Linked DNA regions of Macaca mulatta: region 2 is linked to region 1. Evidence: chromatin contacts called from public Hi-C data. All regions are on one chromosome and are shown on one strand. Each heading gives the region's core, a stretch centred on a gene start, on an enhancer-like site or on the middle of the called end of the contact. The rest is flanking DNA. Distances are from core to core; before and after follow the strand shown.

Region 1 (5,629 bases), core at 2,116-4,615:
ACCTAATCTCTGGTCAGAAATCAGAGAACTTGGCCAAAGTTAGAACTGAAAGGTTATTGTGCTTAACTCAAGTTCTTTGTGTATTTAGACATGTTATGATACACCAGTTACCTATCTCTGAGAAAACAGCGAATATTACCATCAGTCATACTGCATCCTTTTTAATTGTGCTACCACTATGCTTCATATGTTATAGGCACTCAGTATCTATTGGATAAATAGCTGACTGGCTACTTTGAACCTACTGTTTTTGCTTTCTGTCCGCAATACACTTCGGGAAGCTGCAACTTTTAATTTTTATTTATAGGCAAATAATTGGGAATGATAAGCTACAATAATATCGATAAGTCAGAATGATGCATTATCAGTGATAAGTCAGAACAATATAGTAAGTCAGAATTATTTTTCTGACTTCCTGTGTAAAATTTATTTTTTTGTTACAGTGGCCTGATCGCGCCACCACTGCACTTTATTTGTATTTTTGATTTTTTAAAAATTTTAGTTTTTTGAGATGGAGCCTCACCCTGTCACCCAGGCTAGAGTACAGTGGTGCGATCTCAGCTCACTGCAACCTCCACCTCCCGGGTTCAAACGATTCTCCTGCCTCAGCCTCCTGAGTAGCTGGGACTACAGGCGCCAGCCACCATGCCCAGCTAATTTTTGTATTTTTAGTAGGGACGGGATTTTCACCGTGTTGGTCAGGCCGGCCTCAAACTCCTGACCTCATGATCTGCACACCTCAGCATCTGCCTAACTCAGCCTCCCAAAGTGCTGGAATTACAGGCATGAGCCACCACATCCGGTCACACCTTATGTAAAATTTAAATGATCATTATGTCTTAGCCATAAATTCCGGGAGTAGTGTTCTTACAAAGGTTTGAAGAAATGTTTGTTGAATAAATTGATTATAAAATAAGAGGGGGAAAAAAAACTCACCTTATTGATGGTGTAGATAGGGGACGAAAAGGCACAAATTCTAGAATTCTCCTTTATTAGTGAACAGTAATTAGAATTTAATAATACTCTAGCATGCTTCTTGGAGAGCCTGTGGAACATATAATAAAGCTTTAATAGAGATTTGGGGTTTATTTGTAAATACCCCAGAAAAGCTTATGGTTGCCGAATTGTGTTTTCGCATGTGTTGGATATTTAGGCTTTAAAAAAGGAGTGTGGTGTCTTTAGTAGAGTTTATTGGTAGGCACTGTTCTAACTGCTTTTTAAATATTGTCTCTCATAAGCCAATGAAGCATAGATACTAGTATTAGCCCCATTTTCTATATGGTGAAATTGCAGTTCGGCGTGATTAAGTAACTTGTGTAAAGTCCAACAACCTGTAGTGGAAGAGCCTGAATTTCAGCCTGGATCATCCACCTCAGGGCTTGCTCTCTTAACCAGCTGTTAACCATATGCTAACAGTTGTGGTAAAATACACACAACTCAGAGCTTGAGTTAACTGTTTTTGGAGCTAATCTTGACTAGACGCTTGGAATTGGAAACAGTAAGACTTGGGTTAGGATTCCAGCTCCTTTATTTACTAGCCTACTACATTTGGGTAATTCTCTAAATCTCAATTTCCTCCACTGTAAAATACTTCTATCTCATAGAGTTGTAAGGATCACATGAACTGCTGGAGTGTGGTAATTTTGCTATTTGGGTTTTCCCCCAAGGTGAGTAGTATGTGTGAACTTGTTCCAGGCCTGTTTCAGAGATCCAGTGTTTTCCAGAAAAGTGTTGCTCCAATAGAAAAGAACAAGAGTTAGAAATGAGATGGACCGAAGATCTGGGAAAGGTGGGCTCTACCCACACTTTGAGAAATGATGGCAGAGCCCAACAAACTCTGAGAGACCAATCTATATGTGCGTTTGTCCATTATTTTCACCTCCTCCTCTCTCAAGCATGCACAGCACTTGTGCGTGTTTACTTAAAAACTGGGATAGCCTCAATTCTTAGAAGCCTGAAGTTAGTACGTTTTTATCTAGTTAGCAGTGTACAACTAACTGCCTAGGGTCGAAATTGCCACTGGCTAGCTGTGTGACTTTGGGCGGGGGACCTTGGTGTGCAAAACTCCCTGGTACTCCCAAAAAGGCTCTTGATAAAGTGTTAAAAGTTGCTTATAAAACAAAAAACGGATGAAAGTCGCCCTCCAGGGCGTTGCTGCGCTGGGGCTCGGGGAGCAGCCTCGCAGGTTCGTGCGGGCGGCGGGGTCCCCCTGCTGGCCGCATCCTCCAGCCTCCCTCCGCTCGGCCTCCGGGACGACTTGCGGCCCGGGCCATTTCCTCCCAGGGCAGCGGGAAAAGGGAGGAGCTGCCGGTTTAAATTGCCCAGCTCCAGCTCGGGTACAGGGAGAGGGGGAGACGGCTTAAAGCCTCCAAGAAACTGGGGGAAAAAAGGTGCAGAGATTAAAGCTTTCCCTCTTGGTGCCTCCAGCTTCGCTTTTTGCTAACCTAAGTTCCTCCGTTCGGGCGCCTCCATTCCTTTCAAGGCTCAGCTTGGGTAGCTATTTTCTTTTTTTTGGAAATGTGGTCTTGCACTGTTGCCCAGGCTGGAGTCCTGTGGCAATCATAGCTCACTGCAGCCTTGAACTCCTGAATTCAAGTGATTCTCCCACCTCAGCCTCCCACATAGCTTTGAGTACAGACATGAGCCACCTCACCCATTTGTTTTTAAAATTTCCACCTGCAGTTTGTTGAAAACATCACTTTTAATGACTGCATTATTTTAGCTTTAACTACTTCATTGATGACCATTTGATTCCAATCTTTTGCCTTCATGAACCTAACTTTGCTTTATTTTTATGTTTGTTTTTTGAGACAGTGTCTTGCTCTGTTTCCCCGGGCTGGAGTACAGAGGCGCAATCTTGGCTCACTGCAACCTCCGCCTCCTGGGTTCAAGCGATTCTCCTGCCTCAGCCTCTCAAGTAGCTGGAATTACAGGTGTCCGCCACCATGCCTGGCTAATTTTTTGTATTTTTAGTAGAGATGGTGTTTCGCCATGTTGGGCAGGCTAGTCTCGAACTCCTGACCTCAGGTGATCCGCCCGCCTCAGCCTCCCAAAATGCTGGGATTACAGGCGTAACCCACCATTCCCAGGCTAAGCCACCATACTTGGCCTTGCTTTATTCTTATGGTTAAATATTTTAGAACATTCTTAAATTAGGAAGAATTCCTAGAAATAGTGGTGCTTCAGTGGTTGAGTATGGGGTCCTCAGTCCGCCCCTCCCACGCCGGGCACGGGATCCCACTGAACCCCCAGCCGGGCCTCTAACACCCTCGGAACCTAAGACCCAGCGGTTACGGCAGACCGGCCCCGCCCCTCCACGCACCGGCGCCCGCGATTGGCTCCAGGCGGCACGGCCCCGCCCCCGCCATGGCCGCCGCCTGCCGCCGGGGCTAAGTGGCCGCCGGCGTCCGGGTCCCCGAGGGCTCTCCCGCGTTGCTGGCACCGCTGGCGCCGCGGTCTCGTAGCGCATGGGCCTCCTCCGAGGCGGGCTCCCATGCGCTCGGGCCATGGCGCGCCTGGGCGCTGTGCGCTCCCACTACTGCGCCCTGCTGCTGGCCGCGGCGCTGGCCGTCTGCGCCTTCTACTACCTCGGCTCGGGCCGGGAGACCTTCTCCAGCGCCACCAAGAGGCTGAAGGAGGCCCGCGCCGGGGCTCCCGCCGCGCCCTCGCCGCCCGCGCTGGAGGTGGCGCGAGGCTCCGTGGCGCCAGCCCCCGGCGCGAAGGCCAAGAGCTTGGAAGGCGGCGGGGCCGGGCCGGTGGACTACCACCTGCTGATGATGTTCACCAAGGCGGAGCACAATGTCGCGCTGCAGGCCAAGGCCCGCGTCGCGCTGCGCTCGCTGCTGCGCCTCGCCAAGTTCGAGGCGCACGAGGTGCTTAACCTTCACTTCGTGAGCGAGGAGGCCAGCCGCGAGGTGGCCAAGGGCCTGCTGCGGGAGCTCCTGCCGCCCGCCGCTGGTTTCAAGTGCAAGGTGAGCGGGCCGCAGCTGGGGGCTCCCGGTGGGTGACCCACCCCATCCTAGGCGAGGTCAGTGCGCGCTCCCGGAGGGGATCCGGGGAACTAGCTTGCAAGCTAGTGTTCACAACCTGCGGGAGGTGTCGTTCGGGGGCGTGTCCCGGAGCCAGACGCGCTCAGGTGGTGCTGAGTAGTGGAGCTGCGTTTTTAATGACCGCCTCGCTTTCCTCTCCCCCAATTAAGTGCAGCCCCCAGCAGAGTCCGCACCCCCCCATTTTGCTAACGTTGCAGGGTTCAGCACTGCCTTCAGAGTCTGCACCTCTGTTTATGTTTCTCAGTTTTTGACTTATGAGGATGGGACTGGTCACCAGTAGTCATCCTGAGCAACTGGAGAGGGCCTTGGTGAGGCCGCTGGAAGTGTTGAAGTTGCAGTGACGTTTCTCATTGCTCTTAAGGTATTTCGGTCCGATCTGGTCAAACTCATTGTGAACCATCTTATCTCCTCTCTGTGTCCCTTTTACCCCTTCCTCCAAGGGTCATGAACCCATTTAGAGAAGGCTGGAGTTTCTCCGAATGAGGAAGAGAAAGCTCAAGAGGAACAGATATGATCTGGGGAGAGCAAAGCTGGCCGCCTTGTCCCAGGCCGGACCAATCTGCCTCCATGACAGCTTCCATCTCTGTTTATCATCTTTCTTCACTGCCTGGCTCTCCTTGTCTGAGATGGGTTCCTGACATAGTGGGAATTACCTAGGTCGAATTGCTTATTTGATTTTGAATAGTTGTACAGAGGGGATCCGAGGCCAGATTTTGGAAAAGGAGTAGTAGGTGATATTAAAGGGTGGAGACTGATGTTGATTGGGGAAGCATGCTGAGGTAGGAGTTGTTTATGTGAGTGCCTAGGGGAGCTGCTGCCAGGATTCTGCAGGCTTCGTGAGTCTGCAGTGGCTCCTTGTTGCCTATGGAGTCAAGTCCCAGTTTCTTGGTAGGGCTGTTGTGTTGTGAGCCTGGTCCACCTCTCTGGCTTCACCTCTCCTCCTTTCTTTACATGCACCTCATACCTTAGCTCTGTGTAGAGTGGGTCTTATACGTGCTGTACTCTCTGCCTGCAGTGTCCTCTTGGGCCCTTGGCCATTCTTTACTCAGCTTTCACCTCCCCTGAGAAAGTCCCTAGACCCTTGGACCTCTGAAGCTCCTTTCTGGAGGAGGAGCCTGGCAACCTGTCCCAGGTGATCCTAATGACTCTAATATTTGAGAAACATTGCACTAGTTCGCGGTAGAAAACTGAGGGCCCTTGGCCATAGGGTCAGTCTGGGCAGATCTTGGAATTTGACCAGGTCTCCAAACACCACCTGGAATATCAGCATTGTCATCTCTCTGGGCCTACTCTGCACCGTTGCCAGATCTCTGTCCCCTTGTCCGGAGCTCCCGCTGCAGCTCTTGCTGCACACCCAGTGCTTTCCAGCCTACTTGCCTTTGCTTCTGTCATTCCCACTGTTGGGGTGCTCCTTCTTTCCATTTCCAAGTCTTACCCATCTTCAGATACCATCCCCTCCTTGGAGCCAAGGAACCGTCCCTTCTTTCCTCTTCTACTTCCCTGGTACTGTGACTATATCATGTCTTATCATCCATCCCTGTGTACAATGCCTGGCACTCTTAGTTGGCATCAGAAATATT
Region 2 (5,629 bases), core at 1,022-3,521, 590 kb after region 1:
CCCAAAGTGCTGGGATTTCATGCGTGAGCCACCACACCTGGTCTTATTTGGTCAAGATTTTTTAAGACCTTAGAAAAGTAACAATGGAAAACCAAAGTGTTTATTTTCTCCAGAGGTGACAAAATCTGAAAAAGGAAACTAGGATGAAGTCCCAAGTTCCTGGTTGAGCTCTAGGAATGCAATGGCAAGTTTCTTTATCTCACCTCCTAGTATTATCAAAATGTGAAATCTACCTAATCTTACTTCATCAGTTAGTTTGATCTTTAATCATTTAGCTCTGGAGAGATAGACAGGAGCTGTCTACTAATTCAGTTTCATGGGTTTTCTTCATATCTTCCTTCTGGAGATTACGTGTAGGATTTTAAAGATACACTGTTTCTAAATTGGGAAATGGGAGAAACCATGTTCTGATGCATCCCTTTGCTCATCTGTGAGCTCTGCCTTCTCAAAGGCTTGCCAACTACTTCGCAGCTTGTCAGCGGTCCCTTGGGCATTTCAACTCACTTCAATTCAGTAAGAGGGGTAAGGTGTAGCACACAGAGGGCCTGGCAGGGAATTCAGAATGGGTGGGAGTCTGGACCCAGTTTCGCCTGATACTAACTTGCTGTGACCTTTAGCCAGTCCACTTCTGTCTTCATTTGCACCAGAAAAGAGGGGACTACTCTTGCTCCTCAAAGTGTAACCCAGGGACCAGTAACATGGGTATCACCTGGAAGCTTGTTAGAGCCACAGGCCTCACCCCAGAACTTATGAATCAGAATCTGCATGTTAACGAGATTCCAGGGGATTTATATGCACATTAAAGTGTGAGAAGCCCTGGGTTAAATGGATTCTTGATCCTATGATTTCTTTTATTTCTTTTTGGTTGTTGTTTTAATTGACAAGTAAAAATTGTATATTACTTATGTTGTACAGCATGTTTTGATAAATGTGTACATTGTGGACTGGCTAAATCAAGCTATGCTAAGTAATATATGCATTACCTTGATCCTATGATTTAAAAATACATGTTTGGCTGGACGCGGTGGCTCACACCTGTAATCCTAGCACTTTGGGAGGCCAAGGTGGGCATTCACCTGAGGTCAGGAGCTCAAGACCAGCATGGCCAAACCCTGTCTCTACTAAAAATACAAAAATTAGCCGGGTGCGGTGGCACGCGTCTGTAATTCCTGCTACTCGGGAGACTGAGGCGGGAGAATCACTTGAACCCGGGAGGCAGAGGTTGCAGTGAGCTGAGATCACGCCAGTGCACTCCAGCCTAGGGGAAAGCGAGACTCTGTCCCAAAAAATAAAAATAAATAAATAATACATGTTAACAACCCTCATTCCCCGCTCTCCCCAGGGGTGTACAGGCTAGTGACAAGCCTTGGGTTTGATTCCTGACACTGCACGCACTCAGTCTATGACTTGCTCAAGCTGCTTCCTCTCTCTAAACATCAAAACAAAGAGACGGTTCTCTGGATCAACGAGAATGTAGTTCACCAGCACACAGCCAATTCTAAGCTGACTTTCTATTATTCCCATTATAGGGAAATCAAACATTCAAGGGAGGAACAGAAGCCCAGGCCTCTAGGAGTGGAGCTGGCTCGCTGTTTTCACTTTCATTTTAATTATTTGTAAAAAGGGTAATGAAATTGTAACTAGAACCGTTAAAACATTTTTTAATTTGAAATAAAGCGTAAGTCAGTTCCTGTTAACTTTCCTTACAACCTTGCCAAGCTCCGGAAATACTATTCAGCCTCTCATTCCAAATTCACATCCAGGCGAAGACTTTTCTCCCCACGTCGCAGCTGGGGACGGCTAGGTAAACAAAAAGCCGCCGTGCTGGACCTCGGAGACACCACACCTTGGGACGCCGGCTGACAACCAGCGCGGGGAACCTCCCCGGTTCCAGCGCCTCCGAAACATTCCTCCTCGGAGTCTCCGCGTCCTTCTGACGGAAGCGGCGGGAGGCGGAGCTAGTGCCGCGCATAGGAACCGCCCTGTTTTCGAGGTACGCTAGTTTCTCGCCGGACGCTAAAGACCGCCGCACAAATCAAGAATGAACCATTCTTTTAACTCAGTCATTTATCGAAACTCGAGACGTTCGCCAGGAAATCTATAGATAAGTTCCCAGAACCATTTTTTCACTTATATTCTATAATGCTGGCAAGCTCGAGACGTAAAAAGAGCACTTTAGGACAAGTCATTCTGCTTTCCCCTCTCAAGTTTGAGCCTGAACTACTTGGGCTCGCTTATCGTCACTTCCGGGGATCGAACTGTGAATCCCGGAAACTGCACGCGCGGAGCGGGGAAGCTTCGCCCAGTGGTCGTGTTGCCATGGGCCGGAGGAGAGCCCCGGCCGGTGGGTCGCTGGGACGGGCCCTTATGCGCCATCAGACTCAGCGGAGCCGAAGCCATCGTCACACTGACTCCTGGGTAAGACAGACCATGTCATCTTTCTTATCTTTTCTGTCTAGCCTGAGTGCTGCAAAATTCGGGGTCAAAAGTCAGGTAAGTTTTGTGGGAGGGACGCCTCAGCCTGGTTTTGAAGGACGAGTTGGAGTTTCTGCCAAGCCAAGTAGCAGGCCCTCCTCCTGGCAAGGCCCAGAACGCAAAGGTAGAAGAAGCTTGAAAGAAGGGTTAGTGTGTTGATAAGGCGTGGAGTGAGAATGTGAAGAGTCTTCAGTGCCAGGTCTTGAGTACGTTTTGTGTTTTGCCCAAGAAGCCACTGAAGTGCTTGGAACTTCCAGAGCAGGAAAGAGACACAACGTATTTTTGTATTGATTTGTTCAAAGAATGGATCCTCCAGAAGCGGTTGGTTACTGCCAGAAATACAGAATAATTCCCTTGCTTCACCCTGACGAAGCACCCCCTAGTGGTTTAGCTCAAAGATAAATCATTCATTTTTCAGGTGTGACGGGACCTAATATTTTACTAGGCTATAGAAGGATCTTTAAAAAAAATGAAGTGATTTGACTTGTGTTAATCATTCTAGACGTTATTTTCACCATTCATTCCCCCAGTAATGAATGAGAACATTTGAGTTCTAAGATCGTGTGCTAAAGTTAAGTGTGCCCCTGGAGCTAACTAACCGTGTGCCACTGTCATACCAGTTGATTTTCATCCATATAGTCTACAGAGTAAACAGCATAGAGTGCTTATCAGTATTCATCAGGTTAGAGTTACTCTGGAGATTAGATTACTGGTAATTTTTATTAGTTTTGAAGAAACTTGTTATTAATGAAGCCTTTTAGGAAATAGGGGGAAGATTGAACATGAATGGTAAAGAATTGGATCCTAATTCCGTATTTTTGCTGATTCTATGACCACTTAAACCTTTGGCCTTTAATATTTATTTTTTCATCATTCAGTCATTCATTTTCAGAGACAGGGTCATGCTCTGTCACCCAGGCTAGAGTGCCATTGGTGTGATCATAACTCACCAGCTCACTACAGTCTCCACCTTCTGGGCACAGATGATCCCCCACCTTAATCTCTGACTAACTGGCATTACAGGTGCACAGCATCAGGCCCGGTGGTTGGTTGGTTTGTTTGTTTTTTGGAGAGACAGGGTCTTGCTATGTTGCTCAGGCTGATCTCAAACTCCTGGCCTCAAGCAATCCTCCTGCCTTAGCCTCTTGAGGAGCTGGGGTTACAGGCACAAGCCACCACGCCTGGCACTTTTTTTTATTTGTACCTATACTAAGTATATAGCTTAGGGTGATGGTTATCAAACTCTGGGTTGTGTCTGGAAATCAATTTAGTGGTTTGCAACTAGCTTTTTTGTTTTTACTTTTTCCCCAGCAAGATAGAGAAATATCAAAATGTGTTACATGTAATAGGGTGTGGCTTCAGTATTCTTTTGTTTCCATTTTACTGTACGGAATGGTACTTGAATGCTTGTATCATTATATGTACATACAACTTTGGGTCACTATGTAAAATGTATTATTGTGGGGCTATATCAGGTAAAGTTTTAACTAATTTTGACTAGCAGAGTCAATCTGGGTTCAAGTTCCACCTCTGCCATTTAGCTTTCGACTATAGGCAAGTTATTTTATCTGTTGAAGCCTTAGTTTCATCATCAGTGAAGTGAAAATACAATAAAATTCACCTCAAAAGTTTTTGAAAATTAATGAAATGGTGAAAGGGAACTGCCTATTATGAGGTAAGAGCGTGCTCCTTTAAACGTTAACTATGAGTAGTATTGATTCTAAAGGGACTACAACCATCCTCAAGACTATAGACTAGTTGCAAGGAAGTTTAGAGCTTATTGGATGCCAAGAGCAGAAGAGAGCAGCTGTATTTATCACCCTGTGTTTTTTCATAGTTGCACACAAGTGAACTCAATGATGGCTATGATTGGGGTCGTCTTAATCTTCAGTCAGTGACCGAAGAGAGCTCCCTTGATGACTTCCTTGCTACTGCAGAACTTGCAGGAACAGAGTTTGTAGCGGGTAAGCTGTTTATTGCTGAGTGCATGTGACACTGTCACATTTCCATCTAGGGCTGAGGTTTTGTTTTTTGTTTTTGTTTCTGAGACGGAGTCTCGCTCAGTTGCCCAGGCTGAAGTGCAATGGCGCGATCTCGGCTCACTGCAGCTCCGCCTCCTGAGTTCAAGCAATTCACCTGCTCAGCCCCCTCCGAGTAGCTGGGACTACAGGCAGATGCCGCCACGCCTGGCTAATTTTTGTATTTTTCGTAGAGACGGAGTTTCACCATGTTGGCCAGAATGGTCTTGATCTCCTGACCTCGTGATCCGCCCACCTCAGCCTCCCAAAGTGCTGGGATTACAGGCGTGAGCCACCGCGCCCAGCCTGAGTCTTGAACAATGAATAGATGTTAGAAGGACACATGAGATAAGACCTTTTACACAGACAGGCAGAGGACTCGAGCCAAGATGTGAAGCAGCAGCCGACTTTGTTCAGAAAACGGCTAGAAGTTTGACTTTGCTAGTGCAGGGGGCGGGATGTGATGAGCACAGGTGCTGAGCAGGTGGATATGGGCCAGATTCTGGAGAGAACAAAGGTTTAAGGGAAGCTTTAAACAAGTGTGCAACATGATTTCATATTTCATTTTTCAGTGTTTTTTGGGGGGATGTGTGGGTTCCAGCTTTAATGAGCTATATAATTGGCAACTAAAAATTGTATATAGTTACAGTATATAGTGTGATGTTTGGTTTTATATTATATATGTATATATGTAGTGAAATGATTACTAAAATCAAGTAATTAACATATCCATCACCTCACATTGGTTTTTTTTGTGTGTGTGTGGTGAAAACAAGATATATACTCTCTTAGCAAATTTTGTATTATTAACTAGTAAATACATGATTATCAACTATGGGCACCAGGCTGTACATTCGATCTCCAGAACTTATTCATCTGGCCTCAGTAAAACTTCACTGTTAGACCAGTATCCTCCTATGTCCCCCACTCCTAATCTCTGCTAAACACCATCTTCTCTCTGCTTCTGTGAGCTCGACTTTATTCCACATGTAAGTGAGATCATGCAGTATTTGTCTTTCTGCGTGCCTGGGTTATTTCGCATAGCATAGTGCTTCATTCATATTGTCACAAGTGTCAAGATTTCCTTCTTTTGTAATGCTAAGTAGTATTCCATTGTATATATACATATACCACGT

What was found. Hi-C and Micro-C count contacts between places; a contact is called where the count stands out from the background.
Region 2: a contact with region 1 is called in a Hi-C map of fetal cortex germinal zone, with 5 times the contacts expected there. The contact joins the promoter of LSG1 here to the promoter of XXYLT1 in region 1. A contact is called at or near these places in 8 of 14 Hi-C or Micro-C datasets (CD4 T cells, blood, cortical neurons and 4 more).

What each region holds. Positions count from the first base shown.
Region 1 is chr2:3,486,859-3,492,487 of T2T-MMU8v2.0, forward strand. It overlaps XXYLT1 (xyloside xylosyltransferase 1), which reads left to right and starts at 3,366. Exons shown (of 4, transcript NM_001194076.3): 1 at 3,366-3,971. The coding sequence starts at 3,468.
Region 2 is chr2:4,076,481-4,082,109 of T2T-MMU8v2.0, forward strand. LSG1 (large 60S subunit nuclear export GTPase 1) reads left to right here and starts at 2,272. Exons shown (of 13, transcript XM_015132544.3): 1 at 2,272-2,418; 2 at 4,313-4,439. The coding sequence starts at 2,320. LOC144338969 (a long non-coding RNA gene) reads right to left here and starts at 1,935. Exons shown (of 4, transcript XR_013413480.1): 1 at 1,847-1,935.